3 separate regions of the Sus scrofa genome follow, and regions 2 and 3 are each linked to region 1. The links are chromatin contacts, called in public HiChIP or PLAC-seq maps. All regions are on one chromosome and are shown on one strand. Each heading gives the region's core, a stretch centred on a gene start, on an enhancer-like site or on the middle of the called end of the contact. The rest is flanking DNA. Distances are from core to core; before and after follow the strand shown.

Region 1 (3,890 bases), core at 559-3,058:
GAGCATTTAGCTTATCTGTTCTGAGATTCTGTTTTGAGATTCTGATTTACTTTTGCATTATTATTCATAGACTCCCTTGCCAGAACAGGAGGGCCCAACTGTTGGAACAGTGGGAACTTTTGAACTGATGAGCTCCAAAGATCTGGCATACCAGATGACAATTTATGATTGGGAACTCTTCAACTGTGTGCACGAGGTAAGGTGCTCTATTTAAGAGCATTGAGTCGTAGGTACCATAGCAATTCTGGATGCAGCCTGCAAATGTTAATGCATGCTGTGACGTGGAAACTATAATATTTTTAGCATTGAGTTTATTAATAAAGTCTGTTTATGAAGTCTTTGAGCGGTAAAGAAAAATCTTAATAATTTACAGTAAGCTCTGTCTTTCTGAGTATATTAAGCCAATAGCACCTAGTCTGCAGTTACAGCTTCAACAAGCCTCACTGAGCCTTCGGATCTTCCAAGTTCAAACTGAAACCCAGTCAGTGATTGTATTCACTGACCAATATTGATTTGTCGTGTCAAAGAGAAAAGCTGAGCTGTTGTTTTGATTTAAAAACAAAGATGTGACATTGTTTTCCTCTCTTCTAGCTGGAACTAATCTATCACACATTTGGAAGGCATCATTTTAAAAAGACCACAGCGAACTTGGATTTGTTCCTGAGGAGGTTTAATGAAATTCAGTTTTGGGTTGTCACTGAGATTTGCCTTTGTTCCCAGCCCAGCAAGCGTGTTCAGCTCTTAAAAAAATTCATTAAGATAGCGGCCCAGTAAGTATCAGCTTGGAGAGAGAAAAATGTTTGAGCTGAATTTTCATTCTGTCCCCTTAGATTACACCTTAAAGAGAAAAGTGAGAGATAAAATCTCCTCATGCACCGGGACCAACCTCAGGGGCTTAAGAAGCGCTGAACTCTTGTGAAACAGGTGTTCTGTCTAGCTTTTGACATCAATGTGTAAATGTTTTTGTCTTTTTAGGGCTGCACTCTAGGCATACGGAGTTTCCCAGGCTAGGGGTTGAATCAGAGCTACAGCTGCTGGCCTACACCTCGGCCACAGCAACATAGGATCCGAGCCACGTCTTCGACCTACACCACACCTCACAGCAGTGCCAGATCCTTAACCCGCTGAGCAAGGCCAGGGATTGAACCCGCATCCTCACGGATACTAGTCAGATTGGTTTCTACTGAGCCACAGGAACGCCACCAGTATGTAAATTAACATCTTAGAGCACTGATGCTCAAGTTAAACTTGTGACCTCTTTTTGTTCTGAACTAGTCAGACTTTGTGCCTCCTTCAGTTTAAATGAGTCTTTTGGCAAAGTTCTGCTGTACAAAGTTTGTTTTAAAAGGCTGGGCGAGTCGAGGTCGAACATGACACGTTCTCGCCAGTAGAGGGCAGTAGGAACATGCATGTGGCAGGGCATCCGACTCAGCCAGGATAAAAATCAGTAAAATGCATAAAGGCAAGCTAACCTGGTTCACGGAAATCATCTCCAAAAACATCGGAAAAAGCAAGCATCTTACAAACATTCTATTTAACAGCACTTCATGGGAAACAATTTATTTACCACAGGGGCCAGTTAGATTTCTCCCTGACATGAATGTAATCTTCTCTTGCTATTTAGATATGCCTGACAACCTCCTGTTTACTTCCATGTTTTGGGTATCACCACAATGCTAAAAATAAAAGGCTAAATGTGGCTTGTGGCTGGGAGACTTCTTTCCTTTCTAAATGCACGGAGCTCCAGCCCAGGAAGGTGGGGAGCACAAGTGACCCCAGTTAGGCAGCTTTCCTGAGCCAAATAGTTTAGATCTCATACAGAGTCTGAGCTCCAGAGCTAAACAAAGAAGCAAACACCGCTTGACGTCTTACACATATCAGCTTGCCAAAAGCCTTGAGTTATCCTGCCAAAAGTTTGGGGGTTCGACAGAAGATCCAAATCCCTCCGATTTAAATGCTGGCATCTCTTAATTTGGAAGAGCTGCCTTTTCAAAGAAAGGTTTGGTAAAGTGTTGCTTCTGCATTTCTAGTTGAGCTCCTTTCCCCAGGAGCCTAACGGGCTTGTTGCAAGGGACAAATGCCTTGGCGTGTATGGACGTTGTGATAGTCTGTCTTCCCCATTACAAGAAGTACACTGTCCCCTCCCCTGGCGGTGCTAAGTGCAACAAGGGGAGCAGAGATGAAGTCTGCACAAGGACGTGGAGATCAGAGAGGCTTTGGGGACCCAGTCTTGCAATTTTATAGAGCAACCAAGGAGAGCCTTTCAAACATACAGGAATTTTTTTCTAATGTTTTTGCCTTTCTTAGCTCTCTTCCTTCTGATTATGGGTGGATGTGGCCGTCAGAATATATTGGTTTATGTTATTTAACCATTATTTAAGCTGCGCTGTCCTGCAGTGGAACTCTTTACACAACCCAGCTGGAAAAGATTGTAGACTCAGAAAGCAGGATCTACAGGAATGACCTCTAAACCTAGCGGCAGTTCGCGTGTTTTGTGTGATATTTTTAGAGAACCTCAATATATTCCATTGAAGCTCTTTGACCTGCCCAGAACGTTGAGAAGTTGGGGGTCCAAATGTGGTCCTCACTTTTTACAGGTGAGAAGACTGAGGCATAAAGATGTCCTGACTTACCTAGGGTGATAAAAGTTATTTACTTGATAGCCGTGACCAGAGCCGTGAGCAGAAAGGCAGGGCTGTGGCCTTTCATGATCACACCCAAAGGACAGACACAAATGTGTCCTGACCACTCACTGGCTACAGCCCAGGGGCTCTGAAATTGCCCTCAGCCCCTGACTTGAGAGCTACCACCCTGCAGAGAGTGAGGTCCCCGCTTGCTTCCTCACCGGTGCAGGAGATGCTCCATAGCTTCTCTAAATCCGTTTTCCCATTTCCACACAGCCCATGTAAGGATCACTCACTGCTGCCTCTGCGAGGAGAACACAAGCAGCAAATGCAACAATTAGCCTTTTGCAAAAATGCTAATCCAGACAAGATTTAATTATGATGTAGTCAACTTAGATAATCATATTGATTTGTGGTAAAGGATTTGCACTCGTTGCAAAATGAATTCTTCTTTCCCGTTGCAAGAAGCTGGTATGAAGAAGTTGAAGATTCTTTTTTTTTTTTTTTTTTGCATTTACCTGGGCTAAACATTTCATTCTAATTAAGAACCTTTGGTCTTGTCCCACAATATTCTTATTCCCAAATATATATCCATAAAAGCAAAGAGTGGCCAAAATACAGGTTCAAAATGATCAGCTTCATCAACACTGCTAAAACACAGAGCGGGTAACGTTATTGGGGGTCAGCTGTTGAGGTTACTAGCTGTATACGGGTCATGATTTGTACAGTGATATTTGTTCAACAAATTAGAAGCATTTGCATGGCAGGTGGAAGTTCAGTGTGATCTCCTTGGTTCCCTCAGGCTGCCAGAGCCTGGGGTGTCCAGTTTCAGGCTGGAAGTCTGAAAGCCTCCAAGGACATTTTGCTTCCTCTCTTCAGATCCCCTGAGATGTTTCCTTCCAAGTCCAACAAGGTTTTATCGCTTTGGGGTTACAGTAACAATCCCCCAGGTCGGTGTCTTTAAATTTCCTTCTCAAAACCTGCACCGACGGCCAATACCATCACCTTTCTAAAACTGCGATGAGAAATCAAACAGCAGAACACGGTCACCCAAGTGGAAACTTTTATAATGCATTAAATCTATCATTGCCTGTTCTCGTAAGAGAGTCCTGACGAATATTAATGACCATCAGAAAATAGAACCCTAATTTTTTTTTTTATCTCACTCAAAAGTGACATTTTCTCCCAACATGTGCCTCTTGTGTTTCAGCTGTAAGGAGTACAAAAATCTGAATTCCTTTTTTGCCATCGTCATGGGACTAAGTA
Region 2 (3,678 bases), core at 591-3,090, 140 kb after region 1:
TTCACACTCTCTGACTTTATATTATAAAGCTGTAGTAATCAAAACAGCATGGTATTGGCAGGAAGCAATGGAACAGCACCGAGAGCCCAGAAATAAACTCACAAACATGGTCAGTTAATCTATGAAAATGGAACAAAGAACAAACAATGGAGAAAGGATAGTCTCAAAAAAAAAAAAAAAATGGTGTTAGGGAGTTCAGTGCAGTAGAAACAAATCCAACTAGGAACCATGAGGTTGTGGGTTCCATCCCTGGCCTCCCTCAGTGGGTTAAGGATCCAGCATTGCCATGAGAAGTGGTGTGGGTCACAGACACAGTTCAGATCTGATGTTGCTGTGGCTGTGGCATAAGCTGGCAGCATAGCTCCAATTTGACCCCTAGCCTGGGAACTTCCATATGCCTGGGTGCGGTCCTAAAAAGCAAAAACAAAAACAAAAATGTTGGGAAAACTGGACAGCCACGTGCCAAAAAAAAAAAAAAAAAAAAAAAAAAAATTATATGCTTGGATTACAGTTTGACAATATCTATATAATTCATTATATACTTTGAGTATAGAATTTTATAAACTCAAGATCCAGTCATTTGTATTTTGTATGCCTTAAATGTATGCAATTTTTATTTGTCAATTATGCCTTAACAGATCTGGAGGCACAAAGTCAGAGGGGAGGATTAAGTAAGGTCCTAAAAATAATCAAGATGTACACCTTAAATCTACATAATTTTTGTCAAATATATTTCAACAAACATTTTTTTTCTGTAAAAAAAAAAAGATGACAGTTCTCCTGAAGTTGATTTGTATATTCATTACAATCCCAGTCATAACACCAGCCAGTTTTGGGTAGAAATTGATAAGCAGGTGGTAAAACATATATGGAAATGCGAAGGACTTGGAATAGCCAAAGCAAGTTTAGAAAAGAAGAACCGTGTTGGAGGACTTATACCACTGCCTTGTATCAGTACTTAATATAAAGCTACAGTTCCCCCATACTGTGTGGTATCATGCTGTTTAGATAGAACTGTAAAACAGAAGAGAGTCTAAACATAGACCCATATAGATTTGGTCAGTAGATTTTTGAAAAAGGTACAGAGTCAATTCGGATGTGGATGAAACAATGAGGAAAAGATCAACAGATAGGGCTTGAACAGTTAGTGTCTCTATGGAAAAACAGCAACAAAAAAAATGGAGAACCACTGAACTAGGGAACAGTGGTTGACTGCTGAGCAGTGATAATGGTGTTTTCTCCGGCTCTATTCAGCTCAACAGGTTCAGGAGTAGACAGAGAATTGGGTAGGAGTCTATGATTTGCCATGGGATTCAAGGGAGATGAAGAGGGGAAGCAGATACCTGGGAAGGGTGTTGCACTGAGAAGGCACAGGACCTGGTGACTTAGAGGCTTGGGGATTGTTGGAGTCCAGGGAGTAGAGGCAGCGAGCTGGAAGTCTAAGAAGAGAGATGGGTGGATTTTGGATGAAGGAGGGCGTAGTTACTGGTCCTGCAGGGTCTAGGGTGCGACCAAAGGAATGCATGACTTGGGTGTGATGAAGGATTAGGTTGTTGCCAGAGAGTTCGGGGACTTGAGAGGACAAGTGTTAGAGGCTCCTACGTGTGCGTGTGAACATTCCCACACTGTGACACAGGAATCATAATTGGAGAAAATGACAGTGAGCTAGGAGCTGAAATCATCAAGCAATGAAGGGGAGCTCTCTGGAATTGGTGTCTGTTGATGCCTGTGAAGGATGATGGGTGATGCAATCTAATGACGGATTCAACTTGTAGGGAGGGGAAGGGAGGGCTGTCTGGAAGCCCGTGATGAGGAGCCAGGAGGACGCTTTGTTCCCTTCCAGGCCTCATGGAGCGAGTGCTGAAAGAGACAGACTGGCTGCCATGGGGACGCCTGCAGAGGAGCGCCAGCTCCTGTCAGAAGATGTAGGAAAGTAAACTTTCCTGCATCTTCTAACTGGTGATGGCGTGTGAGGGCATGGTGACAGGGAGGGCTTCAGGGTTGGGGAAAGGTGGGCAGTGGGGTCCAGCTGGAGTGTGCGAAGTCCCTTAAGAAGAGATGAGGGCAACCTGGGGCCTGGATTGTCTTGTGGTGATGACATAAACAGATGAGGGGACAGTGAGAGTGCTGGAGTTCTCAAGACACATAGCAGTGGTGGCCGTGGGAGTAGATGTTAGGGCTCTCCTGGCCTTAGGAGTTTGACAGGAGAGACTTCAGGAAGATTTTTTGACTATGAACATCTGTCCAGCAGCCCAAGAGATTTTTCTTAACTCTAGGTTTTGTGATTAGTGGTATCTGGCATTTGGCAGTGACTCTCTGAGCAGATAACTGAGAACAAAGCCATTCTAGAGGAAGAAACTAGGAAGCCAAAAACCAGGAGCAACTTCTTGCCAGTGTGTCCTTAAGGAAGAATCAATCTAGGGCGTCCCCTTTGTGGCCCAGCAGTGACAAACCTGGCTGGTATCCATGAGAACACAGGTTCGATCCCTGGCCTTGCACAGTGGGTCAGGGATACGGTGCTGCTGTGAGCTGTGGTGTAGGTTGCAGACGTGACTTAGATCCTGAGTTGCTGTGGCTGTGGTATAGGCAGGCAGCTACAGCTCCAGTTCAACCCCTAGACTGGGAACTTCCATGTGCCAAGGGTGCAGTCCTAAAAAAACACACATACACATACACACACGCAGACAGCGCTTAGGGCCAGATAGATGGAAGGGCACGCCACTTGTGTCTACAAAAACCTTTCCTGAATTTCTCATTTCTCATTTCAGGCCCATCTGTACAGTTTCTCCAACTCACCTAGCTGAATTGTCTACCTTCGCAAGATACTTCTAGAATTCACTTTCAGAAACACACTTCAGATTTTAGATTTTTGTTTTTCTTCATGAAAAGTATCTTTCAGTTTGGGGCCTCATTTGATACAAGAGTATCTCTCCTGTCCTTGTAGAATGGGAAACCTAGATGTGGGTGTGAGGTGTGATATATATTTGTTTCCTCTAAAAGAATTTTTTTTTTTAACAGCTGCACCTGTGGCATATGGAAGCTCCTCGGCTAGGAGTCATGTTGGAGCTGCAGCTGCTGCCCTACGCCACAGCCACAACACTGGATCTGAGCCACATCTGTGACCCATGCCTCACCTTGTGGCAATGCTGGATCTTTAACCCACTGAGCAAGGCCAGGGATCAAACCCACATCCTCAGGGATACTAGTCGGTTCTTATCCTGCTGAGCCACAATGGGAACTCCTAAAGGAATGTTTGATGAGCCTCTTCCTTTTAAGATATTAATTCAATCATAAGACATGATAAGTAAAATCAGTAACCTTTTTAACTTTAAAAAGAAAGCCCCCCCCCCTTTTTTTTTGGTCATTTCCAGGGCCGTACCTGCGGCATATGGAGGTTCCCAGGCTAGGGGTCAAATCAGAGCTATAGCCGCTGGCCTACACCACAGCCACAGCAATGCGGGATCCGAGCCACGTCTGCGATCTACACCACAGCTCACGGCAACGCTGGATCCTTAACCCACTGAGCAAGGCGAGGGATCGAACCCGCAACCTCATGGTTCCTAGTCGGATTCGTTAACCACTGTGCCACGACGAGAACTCCAAGAAAGTCCTTTTTAATACAACTTTTCAATCAAAGTAAGTGGTGTCCCCTTTGACCACATCAGTTCATAAGCCACA
Region 3 (3,678 bases), core at 271-2,770, 220 kb after region 1:
TTTTTCTACTGTACAGCATGGTGACCCGGTTACACATACATGTACACATTCTATTTTCACACATTATCATGCTCCATCGTAAGTGACCAGACATTGTTCCCAGAGTAGGTTATTTTTTAAATTAGCCTTTGTAAAACTGAAATTTTCTATATACCTAAAAAAGGAACCAAAGCCTAGTTATTAAATTATGTTCATTAACAAAAGAAACCTGTTTTATTGCCGTGGGGGGGATGTTTCTTCCGCTGTTTAGAAAACACAACTTGAGAAATAAAGAGAAAATATTTCAGTAGAAAATGTTCTTTTTTTTTATTCTAAGGGGGTAGACAATACATAAATACAGAGAAAGAGTCAAACACTACCTAAGGGGTAACTGTGAAATAGGTGTCTTTTACAGTATAATTTTTTATTCAAAATAGTAAAACTCTGCTTAATTTATGTATCTATCCAATTTAGTGAAGTAATTTGATTGGCATTCTCAGTATGTTGTAGAGAATTTTAGAGTACATTTAAATGTAGATTATCTCAAAGATTTATCCTTGTAAGAAGAATAAAATATCTTGTAACTACTGTATATTTTTCTGTCTAAGGATCACCAAAATCCTTCACCAGTCACACCTACTGAATTAAACCAGTTCTCCTCACCCTACCCTACCTCTCCTCCCAGGGTCTTATTAGAATGAGGACTGAGAAGATAAACCAGACATGCAAATGAAAACTGAAATTTTTGGTCAGAACTTTGGCTGATTTGGTGGTGGAACACCTTAGTCATTGGAGCATTTCTTCCAATGGTATCTGTGCTATTTTGGGACAGACTCCAGAAAATTAAGGTGTCCTTATTGGGTATTGTAAGAAGCTAGCTTTATCCACAATCAGATTCCAAATTCAGAGAGGTTAAAGCACATAAGGTTTCCTTTTCATATAAATTTTCCTGATATAGACATATCCTGTCTCTGATCCATCACGGAAGAATAGAACACATGAATTTAATTTTTGCTATGAAATCCTTTGCAAAAATATGAAAAATAATAATGATGTTTAAAATAGAAAGGTAAAATAGAAAGGTAATGCTGATGCAGTGTTGAAAAATTATATTAATAGGCCTTTCTTCCTTCTTGTATGAAAAGGAATGCACTATTTACACATGGAGGCTCCTGTCAAGGTGATTCACAGAGATCTCAAGTCAAGAAATGGTAACGTAGTCATATCTTTTTATTTTACCCACTTTATTATAAAATATATGCACCTCTGTATAGAAATAAGCATCATACTTTCCTTATCTTTTGTAGCCAACTATTTTGACTCACTGCTGATATCATGAAGATCTTTCCACTATTAATAAATGTCAAAATCCTCTACATTATTTCAAGAGGCTGCATAGTATTCCACTGTATAAATAGCACAGAACGTGGACATTTGGGTTGTTTACATTTTTTTTCGCTGATAAAAAATGTTGAGCTTAATACTTTTTAGTAACACTTTTCAACACATCCCTAATTATTTCTCTGGGATCATTTTCTAAAAGAGGTATTGCCAGATCAAAGTGCTTAGTCGTGCCTTTCTAGTCTTCTATTTTTAGATGGCTCTCTGTACTAGTAGTTTTGAGTTTTGTGCTTGCTGTTCCTGAATTATTTGGTGTAAATTTTTTATGTCACTCATACTACCTGGAGGAGTGCCCCAAAATGATCAGCTTTTTGGAAAATAAAGGCTTTCTTTTTCTTCTTCCTCGTCTTCTGTAGCTCCTAAAGTTTATCTGTGATCCTGCATTTCATCATTCAGGGAAGCAAGCACTTTTAAATGACTTAAAGGATTAAATGTTACCTTCAAGTAGGAGTGGCAACAGAATGCTTCTTCCCTTCATCACTTGAGAGTTAACAGAGAAAGGCAATGGGATTATTTAGCTAGCCAGCACTCAGAGTTTGCTACTTAAAAAAAACCCTACTCTCAGTTCATTTACATTCTTTTATTATTTATATACTTTCTAAGTGATTCTTCTAAGTATAGAGGCGGAGAACTCTTTTTTTTTTTAGGAAATCTTTAAATCACTGCAGTTTATGGTTATGGCTAAGTCCTGATAGTGTGATCCTTAAGTAGGTAGTCGTGGTCAGTGGAGGAAGAGGACTAGGGAATTGCCCAGTGGCCCAGGACCGTGGTGTTTGTCCGGATGGGGAAAGGGGACCTGTTGGCTGTTCAGTTTGGGCCGTCACCCTGACCCAGACAGTCAATTCCAGCTGATTGCTCTTGCCCTTTTTTAGGTCATCACTTATTCTTTGGCTCTTCATAAGCTTCCTGGGGCTAAATCCTTTTGATATATATTGGCCAGCAGGAAGTCCTTAGGAAATGATCTAGAATCTAATAGGAAGTATCAGAGATTTATGACTTCATAAATTTTCAGTTCATGCTCAGAATTTCAATCTAAATAAGTCATTTAGCTTCTCTCCTTTGCATGCTTTATATCAGTATATCCTCAATATCCCATGAGAGAACGGTAAAATTATCCCTGCTGTCATTATGAAAACTAACAATAGGGAATGATCCCATTTTTTAAAATTATTATTTATGCAGTTACTTGATGGGAAAATGCATATGCTTTGAAACAATATAGATCTAACCTTTAGCAATTTGGGGGGGGTGGAGAAGAGGGAATAATAGGACTTTTATTTTTGAAGTTATATATTTTTATAGTGTTAGATTTTTTAAATGAATTTAATCATCTTATAAAAAACAGTAATTTTTAAAATAATTGAATATAGTATTAACAGTATTTATATTTTTATTTGAAAAATGTATAGCTTCTTATACATAGTATCAGATTTACCCTTAGGCTATTTCTGTGCATTAGATCATGCAAAAATTATTTTCCCCACTTACTGAAGTCCTTAGTAAGAGTTAACAAATGTTGATAATCTACCTCATTCAAAGCACTGTGTGGCTTACAAAGGAAATGCTAGAAACATTTCTTCAGGATTCTGTTCTTGGCCTCACACCTTCTTTTGCTCTTACTCATTCCCATAAACGCTCCATCTACATCTTATCCCCCTCAAATAGATCACAGATCGCAACTTTTATTTATTTTTTTATTTTTTTTATTTTTTGCTTTTTAGGGCTGTACCCACAGCATATGGAAGTTCCAGGGCTAAGGATCGAATTGGAGCTACAGCTGCTGACCTACACCCCAACCACAGCAACATCAGATCCGAGCCGAGTCTGTGACCTACACCACAGCTCACAGCAACGCTGGATCCTTAACCCACTGAGCCAGGCCAGGGATCGAACCTACAACCTCATGATTCCTAGTCAATGGATTCGTTTCCACTGAGCCACAGATCGCAACTTTAAAACTATCTATCTGCCTATTGAACATATTCATATAGGTATTTCATATAACCCAAAATATACTGTCTCCAAATTGATCTTTTCATCTTCTCCTACCCCCTAAAGGATTATTCCTGCTCTCCCTTTCTCAGTGAGCAGCAATACTAGTTGCCTAAGCCAGAAATTAAATAAAAGGGATTACGGGTTGATTGCAGAGCTCCTATTGTAACCACTATCTGTGTTGCCTCTATTTTATCTCCTCTGTGACTCCTCCTCCTTCTCCCACTCCTGCCCTCCCACCCCCCCATGGCCAGTTATCCAAACCCAGCTGATCCTGCTTCCAAGCCATTTCTTAACTGGGTCCAC

What was found. HiChIP or PLAC-seq counts read pairs in DNA pulled down with a chosen protein or histone mark.
Region 2: a contact with region 1 is called in an H3K27ac HiChIP or PLAC-seq map of skeletal muscle. The contact joins two enhancer-like sites. A contact is called at or near these places in 1 of 47 Hi-C or Micro-C datasets (epiblast stem cells) and 1 of 2 datasets of contacts at active chromatin or transcription factors (skeletal muscle).
Region 3: a contact with region 1 is called in an H3K27ac HiChIP or PLAC-seq map of skeletal muscle. The contact joins two enhancer-like sites. A contact is called at or near these places in 2 of 47 Hi-C or Micro-C datasets (heart right ventricle and skeletal muscle) and 1 of 2 datasets of contacts at active chromatin or transcription factors (skeletal muscle).

Annotation. Positions count from the first base shown.
Region 1 is chr15:79,065,988-79,069,877 of Sscrofa11.1, forward strand. It overlaps RAPGEF4 (rap guanine nucleotide exchange factor 4), which reads left to right. Exons shown (of 31, transcript XM_021075197.1): 24 at 71-196; 25 at 592-770; 26 at 3,835-3,890. Among named protein-coding and RNA genes, the nearest start is that of MAP3K20, 110 kb to the right of the region's middle. Within about 2 kb of position 1,809, at least 11 of the 83 cell types and tissues checked have an H3K27ac peak or open chromatin away from gene starts, as enhancers often do. A contact at or near this core is called in skeletal muscle, where this site is marked.
Region 2 is chr15:79,206,806-79,210,483 of Sscrofa11.1, forward strand. All of the region lies in intron 2 of MAP3K20 (mitogen-activated protein kinase kinase kinase MLT), which reads left to right. Among named protein-coding and RNA genes, the nearest start is that of MAP3K20, 34 kb to the left of the region's middle. Within about 2 kb of position 1,841, at least 12 of the 83 cell types and tissues checked have an H3K27ac peak or open chromatin away from gene starts, as enhancers often do. A contact at or near this core is called in skeletal muscle, where this site is marked.
Region 3 is chr15:79,284,846-79,288,523 of Sscrofa11.1, forward strand. MAP3K20 (mitogen-activated protein kinase kinase kinase MLT) reads left to right here. Exons shown (of 20, transcript XM_013990583.2): 5 at 1,125-1,190. Among named protein-coding and RNA genes, the nearest start is that of MIR9826, 110 kb to the right of the region's middle. Within about 2 kb of position 1,521, at least 2 of the 83 cell types and tissues checked have an H3K27ac peak or open chromatin away from gene starts, as enhancers often do. A contact at or near this core is called in skeletal muscle, where this site is marked.